2 separate regions of the Mus musculus genome follow, and region 1 is linked to region 2. The links are chromatin contacts, called in public Hi-C maps. All regions are on one chromosome and are shown on one strand. Each heading gives the region's core, a stretch centred on a gene start, on an enhancer-like site or on the middle of the called end of the contact. The rest is flanking DNA. Distances are from core to core; before and after follow the strand shown. Region 1 overlaps Gm13986 (predicted gene 13986). Region 2 overlaps Gm32210 (a long non-coding RNA gene).

Region 1 (5,036 bases), core at 1,971-4,470, 220 kb before region 2:
TGGGTGGAGAGATTGTGGAGTTTTGAGTCAGAGCCTCCACGAGATAAAAACAGGTCAGCTATTGCCCACCAGAGCATGGCGGGTCAGACCACTGAGGCAAAGAGTAGCAGGGCACAAGCGTGGGGACTTGCCAGTTTGATTTTTAATATTTCCCACAACACCCACACCTGGAAGGGAAGAAAGAGTGACTTATGCAAGCCACAACACCGTTCTGGGAATTCTCAGCAAATGCCTCTGCCTGCTGAGCATCTCACCAGCACACTTAAGCCAGGCTGGTTTGTACTCTTTATGGAGTCAAGAATGACTTTGAACTCTGGAGGTTGCCAAGCTCACTGAGGTACATCCCCAGCCCTTGTGAAATTACTTTCTATTTTCAAAGTTCTATTAAAATGGATCCATCTCATGGACCTCAAGCCTAGTACTCAGATTTTCTTTCAACAGGATTGTATTTTATGTAAGTTAGGTTCATCATTCTGTCCTACATTAATTAATTAATTAATTAATTAATTATTCACTTTACATTCCTATCAAAACCCACCTCTCTTCTTTTCTTCAAATTCTACCCTACTCCTTATTCCTCCCTCTCCCATGCCCCCCCCCCAATTCTCCTCAGAGAGCAGAGAGGTGAGCTCCCTTTACTGGTACCAACCCGACCTGGCACATCAAGTTGCATCAGGACTAAGCACATCCTCTGCCACTGAGGCCAGACAAGGCAGCCTAGCTAGGGGAAAGGAATCCGAAGACAGGCAACAGAGTCTGAGACAGCCCCTGTTCCAATTGTTAGGGGACCCATATGAAGACCAAGCTGCATATCTGCTATATATGTGTAGGGGGCCTAGGTTCAGTCCAAGCTCTTTTGTTGGTTGTTCAGCCTCTGTGAGTTCCTATGAGTCCAGGTTAGTTGGCTCCTTAGGTCTTCTTGTGGCACTCTTGACTCCTTCAACTCCCTCAGTCCTTCGCCTGACTCTTTCACAAGACTTCCCAAGCTCTGCCTGATGTTTGGCTGTGGGTCTCTACATATGTTTCCATCAACTGCTGGATGAAGCCTTTCAAATGATAGTTATGCTAGGCTCCTGTATATAACCATAGCAGAGTATCATTATTAGTGTTAGGGGTTGGCTGTCTCCCATAGGGTGGATCTTAAGCTGGAGCAATTATTGGTTGACCATCCCCTCAATCTCTGCTCCTTCTTTATCCCTGAAAATATTGTAGGCAGCACAAATTTTGGGTCCAAGGTTTTGTGGATGGGTTGGTGTCCCCCTCCCTCCACTGGAAGTCCTGCTTGGCTATAAGAGTTGGCCACTTCAAGTTCCATATTCTCAGCTGTTAGGAGTCTCAACTAGAATCACCCCCATATTCTCCAAGACTCTCCCCTATCCAAGTCGCTGACTTGTCCTAGAGATACTTCTCATTCCCCCTTACTTCGCAGACCTCTTACTCCCACCTCCGTTCTCCCCACACCCGATCTCCACCAGCTTTCTCCTCTTCACCCACATCTCTGTATTCATCTACTTCTGTGTCTGTTTTGTTTCTCCTTCTGAATGAGATTTAGGTATCCTTCTTTGAACCTTCTTTAGCTTCTTTGAGTCTGTGGATCATAGCATGGTTAGCCTATATTTTATGGTTAATATCCACTTATAAGTGAATATATACCATGTGTGTTTTTCTGGGTCTGGGTTACCCCACTCAGGATATTTTCTAGTTCCATCCATTTGCCTGCAGATGTTATGATGTCCTTGTTTTTAATAGCTGAGCAGTGTTCTATTTTTTGGTTGAGGGACATCTGGGTTGTTTCAGTTTCTGCCTATTATGCCCAAGGCTGCTATGAACATAGTTGAGAAAGTGTCCTTGTGGGATGGTAGAGCATCTTTTGGGTAACATACCCAGGAGTAGTATAACTGGGTCTTAAGGTAGAACTATTCCCAATTTTCTGAGAAACTGCCAGACTGATTTCCGGAGTGGTTGTACAAAATTTGCATTTTCCTCTACAGACAACTAGTTAGACCAGCACCATTTGTTAAAGACACTTTCTTTGTTCCTTTGTATGGTTTTGGCTTCTTTGTCAAAAACCAAGTATCTGTAGGTATGTGGATTTGTTTTGGGGTCTTCAATTCTATTCCCTTAATTTATCTTTTTTAATGCCAATACCATGCATTTTTATTACTATTGCTCTGTAGTACAGCTTGAGATCAGGGATTGTGATACCCTGAGAAGCTCTTTTATTATATAGGATTATTATTATTATTATTATTTTGCTATCCTGGGTTTTTTATTTTTCCATATGAAATTGAGAATTGATCTTTCAAGGTCTATGTTAGAATTTTGATACTTTATGTTTGTGTAGCTTGGTGTTTTGTTGAACTTCTAACAGTGGCAGTGAGGAGTGTCTGACTCTTTTGCTTGTGCTTGGGACCCTTTTCCTCCTACTGGCTTGCCTCATCCAGCCTTGATATGAGGGTTTAGGTCTAGCTTTGTTGTGTCTTGTTAGGCCATGTAGGGAGGATATCCCTGGGATGCCTGCTCATTTTTGTTAAAGGGAAATGGAAGAGGAGTGGATCTGAAGGAGAAAAGAAGGGAGGAGAGGGACTGGGATTAGTGGATGGAGGGCAAACTGCATTCAAAATGTAATGTGTGAGAGAAGAATATAAGAAAATAAATAAATAACCTAGAAAATTTCAAGCCTGTACTGCTTGAGTGAGCAGAAACTAACTTATTTTGGGGTGTGTGGGGGAAAGAGGTTGGCACAGAGTTGGTATGGATAAGGCAGGAAGTGTACAAACCACAGGTTGGCACAAGCCTGTGAAAGCCATCTGCATGTCTTCAGACACCCCCAAAGGCATTTGTCACCCTGCCCCCACTTCCCTCCCAAAGCTGAAAGCCTGTGCATGTGCCCCAGGGATTGGGATCCCAGGAATGTACCTCATGCTAATAATCCTATAATCTTCTTGGGCTGGGCAGAGAGCAGAGGTATTCCCAAATAGGACAGTGCACTCGAGGTCTGCACGTTTTTGTGAAGTCAGGAGAGGAAAATGTATAATGAGAAAATATTCACAATTTTTATTCCTTTCCCTGGCTCTTTCCTTTCTCATTTTCTTCTTTCTTTTTCATTTCTCATGTACATCTTGTGGGATGGCATCTTGGCTCTAGTTCAGGTACATTGCAGTGTGGTGGTGGAGAAGGCCTGCGGTTAGCTAGGTTATCCTGAACAACAACAAAGAAACTAAATACCCACTTGGAGGTGGTCCAGATGTTTCCCAGCGAGTCTTGCCCTGCTATAAGGCACAGAAAGCCCATGCAAAGGAGCCTGGAAATGTGGTTAGACCTATTTATTTTTCAGCACAGGGGGAAATTAAAAGCAGAAATCTGAATTGCCATTGAGAGTTAATTCTGAGTTAATTAATCCAGGGAGCGACTGCCACAAGGACAGCTCAGTCTGTCTAAACCTGGGGCAAGAGAGCAGGGCCCACAGTCATCCTCCTGTTGCAGTGTTCCTGGGGAGCTTTTTGCTGTCTTAGCACACCTGGCTGTACAGATGGACTGTGCACACCTACTTTCTTGTCATGGAGTTATACAGTCATTGGTGGCTAGCAGGAAGCTATAAAGTGATAAATGACAGAAAATGAAAAAACTTATAAAGGATGGTAATTTGTAATAAGACCACGATATCTTAGTACACTTAGAGGTGAGTTTTAAAATCCTCTCTTTTCTAGTTCACTACACACAGAGGTTACAACTGGCTTAATGCCACCAGTGCCTGGCACACTGAAATCATCAATCAATGAACGGAGACTATTTTAATCTCTTTGTTCTTGAACTTTCTTTTCAGAGATCTTTGTTGAGGTTGTAGAAGTCTCCATGAGAGAATATTTATAACAGTCTCAGGTACTTTTATATTTTAAGCATATTTTAATGCATTTTACTTTAGAACTTAACTGCTGTTGGATACCTCTGTTCTGCTCTGTTCTCTGTAAAGCAAGGTGTGTGTGTGTGTGTGTGTGTGTGTGTGTGTGTGTGTGTGTGATACTCTCAATTGTGAGAGATCCAAGTGGGACACTACAAGCCCTGTGTAAATGAAAGAGTCACACAGTGGACTTTGTTGCAGAGGCAACAGTGTGAGTGATCCCTATACAATGCAGACATTTCCTTGTTATTCCTCCTTTTGCTGATGCCTCCCCTCCCATCTCTCTGCTTTTGTTTTTCTGTAATTTTTAATTTTAGAAATGTAGAACTCAAAAGCATGGGATTTTTTGCATCCTTTTTTCTTGCTTAGGTTGCCAGTGCATTTTCTTTTTCTTCTCTCTTTCGTCTGCTCTCTATCTTCTCTGTCTCTGTCTCTGGGTGTGCATTCTTCCTCTCTTTATTTCCTCATTACTGCTTCTTCAATAAGACATTTTAGATATGTTTCCTCTATGAAAACTTCATATAAAAAATACTGTGTCTAGTGTCATTGGCTCTTCTACAAACCTTTAAAAAAATTGTCCTTTCCAAGGAACCAAAGGTAATTTCCCCCCTAAGTTGGAGACATTGCTCATCTTTTCTTTTATTTGTTTACTTCCTAACAAGGAACTCTCTCCTTTGGACTGAGAACAAATATCTGAGTGTGGAGACTGACAGTGGCTAGCATCTCAGTGTCTAGTCCCCATCCACTTTCAAAAGTTGTCAGCGCCCCAGGGACATTATTCATGTCTATGTTTTTTTCTTTCTGGTGTGGGGCTCATCAGAATTGTGTGACATGCAGTTGTTATGTCTTGTTGGTCTCTTATTATGAAACAGCTCCTCAGTCTTTCTTCATCTTGACATTTTCAGAGTTGTGACTACTTATCGAATGTCCCTCAATTTGGGTTTGTCTGACATTATGTCTGGATTAGACCCAGGTTATACATTTACAGCCTAAATGCCATGAAAGTTATGTTATGTCTTTCTAGGCACACCAGGAGGCACTGATGTCAGGGTGTCCTACGCTGCTGCTGCTTTTAACTGTGCTTGTGAGTTAGGGCAATGGCTGCTGGCTTTCTCTGTTCTCTCATCTCTTCATC
Region 2 (4,754 bases), core at 1,487-3,986:
CACAGCACAACCATGTCCATATATTACAAAGATATAAATGCAAAAAAAATTATTTTGTGATCTTTAACCAATTACTTAATTTCTCTGTATTTTAGTTCGTTTACTGCTTAGAGGCATTTGCTTCTATGAATTGGCATGAACACCATGAGTTTATATATATACATATATAGTTGCTTTTCAAGATACTATGAAACTTAACTAGCTGATAACATGATAACATCTGGTATATATTTCTAAGTTCACTGCAAATTAGATAAATACTTGACTAAAGTATTATATTGTAAAGTAATCTAATTCATAAGTTCAGAAATTCTTGAATATTACTTGCATACATTTCTGGAATAATTTAACATCCATACCTTTTTTACTATATGCCCAAGAGGACGAATATTTAGTCACTAGTACTTTAGTTTTTAGTCTGCCAGAATCTAACAGAAATCAGTTCAAGGAAGAGCATTTCTTAGTGGTCACACATGACAAGACAGCCCTTATTTGCCATTAAAGTACAACTGCAGGGGTTGTAACAGTATATACATAACCTGTACAGGCTTGAACCAGACCAAATGCCAACAGGCAGATGGTAGCTAGGCCATGGTGCTTTCAACCACTGTTAGCTTCTAGGAGAGGCAGAGCTAGGCTTTACTCAAAGTTTAGATCCTGTTAAATTGACCACACTCCAGTGGAAGACCACACATCCAAGAATTGGTCTTGGTGGTTAAAAAAGAGGATATAATGTTGGGTGGGATTTGGAGAGAGAGAGAGAGAGAGAGAGAGAGAGAGAGAGAGAGAGAGAGAGAGAGAGAGACAGAGAGAGAGAGACAGAGAGAGACAGAGAGAGACAGAGAGACAGAGAGAGACAGAGAGAGAGACAGAGAGAGACAGAGAGACAGAGAGAGAGACAGAGACAGAGACACAGAGACAGACAGAGAGACAGAAAGACAGAGACAGACAGAGACAGACACAGAGACAGAGACAGACAGAAAGAGAGATCTGGAAAGAGTTAAAGGTCTATGGCAGGCATGAAGAGGATTTAAGCACATTGTACAAAATTCTCAAAGAACTAGTGTGTGTGTGTGTGTGTGTGTGTGTGTGTGTGTGTGTGTTTTCAAGACCAATATTTAGGGCTATGGTTATTCCATTTTGAAGTGCTTACCTAGCATGTATTAGGCCTTACATTCATTTTCTAGTCCTACCAAAAATTCAAAACAACAAAAATTTTCTATAAAACCAACTCCCCCCCCCCTTTTTTTTTCAAATAACTCCTGGACTTGCTCATCCTTTTGGTCCAGTGAGACTGACTCTAAGTTTAGGAAACTCTGAGATTGACTACACAGAAGTCTCGCATTGTAAAATCACAATAACTATCCCTGTTGGAGCTTCCCTATGATTCTATTCACAGACCTTTGAAAATTCTATGGTTAAATGATTTCTCTCAATAACAGTAATAGTATGCCAGTCCTGAACACTCTCCAGCATGTTCTGAATGTACTCATACAAAGGGATAGAGGACATTTAGCAGAGAGTCTCATGACTAAGGTCAAAGGTGGGACATGTACAAGAAGGAGACACTTGGTGGCCTGTGTTACTTATGCAGAGATCCTGTGGGACTCCAATCCTGGCAGTGTAAGTGCATTGATAGTCATCATAACCTCAGCCTTAGTATCCGAAATAGACAGAGGCTTACTTTCTTGGGCTGGAAGAACAATTATCTGCCAAGTGGGAGATATACTTGCTCCTCCTTAATGGGTCATCACAGCAAATGTTGAGTAGCAATGACCTCATTCTATACCACTGTGTCCAATGTTTGATGTTAGAAGGGCTATAAAAGCTTTTTTCTAGATAGTTAAGTTGGATTGAACGATAAACAGTATGAAAGTTTCTGGTCTTCAAAGGCAAACTTATTTAAGTGAAATCTAGGCAAATAGCAGATCAAGTTAAGAGAAAATCATTTCTACTCGGTGAAGAGGTTATTTTTGTGGTGGCAGCCCCAGCAGAATCATTCACAGCACTCAGAAGTCATTATTGGAGCTCGCTTTTGGCAAGCCTGAAGCATTATGTGATCCAGAGAAATACTTTCTAATTATTAAAAACATGATATTGAAGGAACAAATGTTGTTGGCACCCACCAAGTGTATAATTGATTCAAAAGTCCAGTCCCAAAATAATTGTAACAAAACCATGTCTGTGAAACCTTCGCTGAGAATATGTGAGTGAGTGGGTACCACATTTTCTGCCCTTTAGTAGGATTTGGGAGTTAGATTACATGCTTTGTCTTTGGAACTAAAATGAAGAGCTGTTGCCCCAGGGAGACTGTAACTGAGGCCATGTGAAATAACTAAGACATTAAAATGGCAGACAAGCACTTGCTAGATTCATAAAATGTTTATTACATTGGCCTGTTGAATTCTCCTGACTGGAGAAAATGCTATCTCTCTTTAGAGAGATAGAAAATGAAATGGGCTGTGTGAAGTGAGGTGGAGGGGAGAAGAAAAAAGGAGAGGAAATGGCCAAAGCCAAGCAGAGCAGCTGTAATAGAGGAGGGTCAGGTAGGGATACAGAATGGCCTTGAATATGTGGATGGATGGATATATGGATGGAGGCACTGTTTTAAGCCACTCTGTTGTTAGACTGAAAGCAGTGAATTTGGAGAAGTAGCCAGACTGCTGTGCTTAGGGTCACACAACTGTTAGTATACTTCAGAGTTTGAGTTCCCAGGGTGTTGCCCAGTCATTCCTGTGGTTTGTCTCAACATGACAAGCGTTCTTGAGAAAGTTGTGGTCACAGTAGTTAGCCACTTGAATGACAAGACTGAAATAAGTGTCCATCTATTAAGGAGGGTATGTATTTTCAGAGCTTAAACAAGCCGCTAGATGGAGGATGCCTGGTGCTCAGAGTCATGGTACACAAATGTACTATTCAAGTTGGAATTGTGGAGCCTTGCTCTATTCTTTACCTTCTATTTGTCTCCTGATAGGACCAAAGACCTATTCAGTGCCTCTGGATTTCTTCCTGGACTTCCCCTGAAGCTTATCCAGGGGCAAGGGCAGAGTACTGCATATTCTGGCTCCTGGTCTTGCAATTTCAGTTTCTATGATGACCTTAGGATTTTTCTTCTTCTCCACTTCTTTGCAGATCATTCAATTCAGCTCACTTCCTTAGGACAAGTCATTGCTTGCTGACTGACTATGCATGTGCCTGGCCCTAGGATACAAAGATATCTGAAGTCTAATAAATCTCCAGTTCACTCTTCACCACATGAATATCTTCTTCAGAGTCTGAAAGTACCTGTCATTCAATAGCTGTGTGATGCTGAGGTTACTTCAGCCTTTTGTGCCTCACATCCTTCATCTGATGACTGAGATGAGGTTTACAGTAGTTAGTACATATGAGAGTATAGTGTAGATCCTATTTATAGTAAGCATCCAATAAGTATTACATATTTCTATTACTGTATTTAGCTTACTGCCTTCTAAGAAGGGCATATCTTCTATTAGATATTTTCCTTATTTCCAGTCTTCCATTTTATTCCCTACATGCATGTTTTCTTTCTTGTAAGTTCTGTCTGGTATCATAAAAGCTCAGTTGTAAAATTTTTACTCAGCTATAAGAAAGAATAAGATTTATGCTGTTTTCAGGCAAATGAATGGAACTGTAGATCATTGTGTTAAATGAAATAAGCCACACTCGGAATAATATAATATGCTTTTTCTATGATGTCATCCTAGATAAGAAAAGGGGCATGAAATTAAGCAAGATAGAAGGAAGACAGGGGTTAAAATAGCAGGTGACAAATATGATCAAAGTATGTTACATACATATATGAAAGTGCCTCTTATTCACTCTGATCCTGTGGGGAATTATTACAATGCTAAGGCTCATTTGCTGTTTGTCTCTAATAGTTTTATATTTTCAGGCAAGTGCTATATAAACTTTATGCATATGTATTAGATATTATAATGAGCGCTTTTAGAATGTCTGGGCTTATGTTACAATACTTTGGAGGGGTAGACTAGGATCAGATGTTTAAAGCCATTTTCAGCTACATAGTGAGTTTTCTGGCCTATATGAGAACATGTCCCCAAAACGAGTAAAAAACAAAACAAAATTCCACTATTATTTATTACAGGAAGAAATTGTTGAACTGGTTCATTCAGTAAGGGGCAGGATTGTGGCTCACCAAGGTTCAGCTATGCTAAATTAGATTCCCTGTTGATTCTTATATAAATTGAAAAGCAGGTTATGACAAGCCATGGATGGCATCAGCTTTTAAAGAGCCCTGTCCAGGGAACAGTTTCTCTATATTATTTAACTGCCCTTCTCCCTGCCCCACCTCTGGGTGCTAGAAATCCTTTGTTTAGGGCTGCTATAAGGTACTTCTTCCAAAAGAGGATCAGGGAGTACATTTTCTGAGGCAGGGATTAGGATAGGGGTTTCTATGTTATCCAAGGTTCTGGAGACAGGAGAATAATTCCCAAGACAGTCCCTCTGCCCCAGTAGCACATGGCAGGCATGAGTGATCCATAGCCCTTGTCTGGTTACATTTACCTGGATATGTGCGTCTTAGCAAAAGAGCAGTTCTTCACGGTGAATGTTCATAGAAGGAAGAGCTGACACTTGAGAGACCAATTCTGGTCCATAGATCCTGCCCTGGATTCAGAGCTTATTGGATATAATAGTTCCTATGGACCCTGCCTCCTTGTCTTTGTGTAAACTCCTGCCTCTAGGAAGAGCAATCACCATGCTCTTTCCAGAGA

What was found. A called contact is a pair of places that touch in the nucleus more often than the background predicts.
Region 1: a contact with region 2 is called in a Hi-C map of the C2C12 cell line, with 1.9 times the contacts expected there. The contact joins two enhancer-like sites. A contact is called at or near these places in 1 of 15 datasets of contacts at CTCF or cohesin (the NIH/3T3 cell line), 4 of 484 Hi-C or Micro-C datasets (the C2C12 cell line, adipose-derived mesenchymal stem cells, muscle stem cells and 1 more) and 1 of 115 datasets of contacts at active chromatin or transcription factors (bone marrow-derived macrophages).

What each region holds. Positions count from the first base shown.
Region 1 is chr2:117,949,340-117,954,375 of GRCm38.p6, reverse strand. The region is part of intron 8 of Gm13986 (predicted gene 13986); the gene reads left to right. Among named protein-coding and RNA genes, the nearest start is that of Gm25308, 130 kb to the left of the region's middle. Within about 2 kb of position 3,220, at least 50 of the 459 cell types and tissues checked have an H3K27ac peak or open chromatin away from gene starts, as enhancers often do. A contact at or near this core is called in the C2C12 cell line, where this site is marked.
Region 2 is chr2:117,729,438-117,734,191 of GRCm38.p6, reverse strand. All of the region lies in intron 2 of Gm32210 (a long non-coding RNA gene), which reads right to left. Among named protein-coding and RNA genes, the nearest start is that of Gm32210, 27 kb to the right of the region's middle. Within about 2 kb of position 2,736, at least 38 of the 459 cell types and tissues checked have an H3K27ac peak or open chromatin away from gene starts, as enhancers often do. A contact at or near this core is called in the C2C12 cell line, where this site is marked.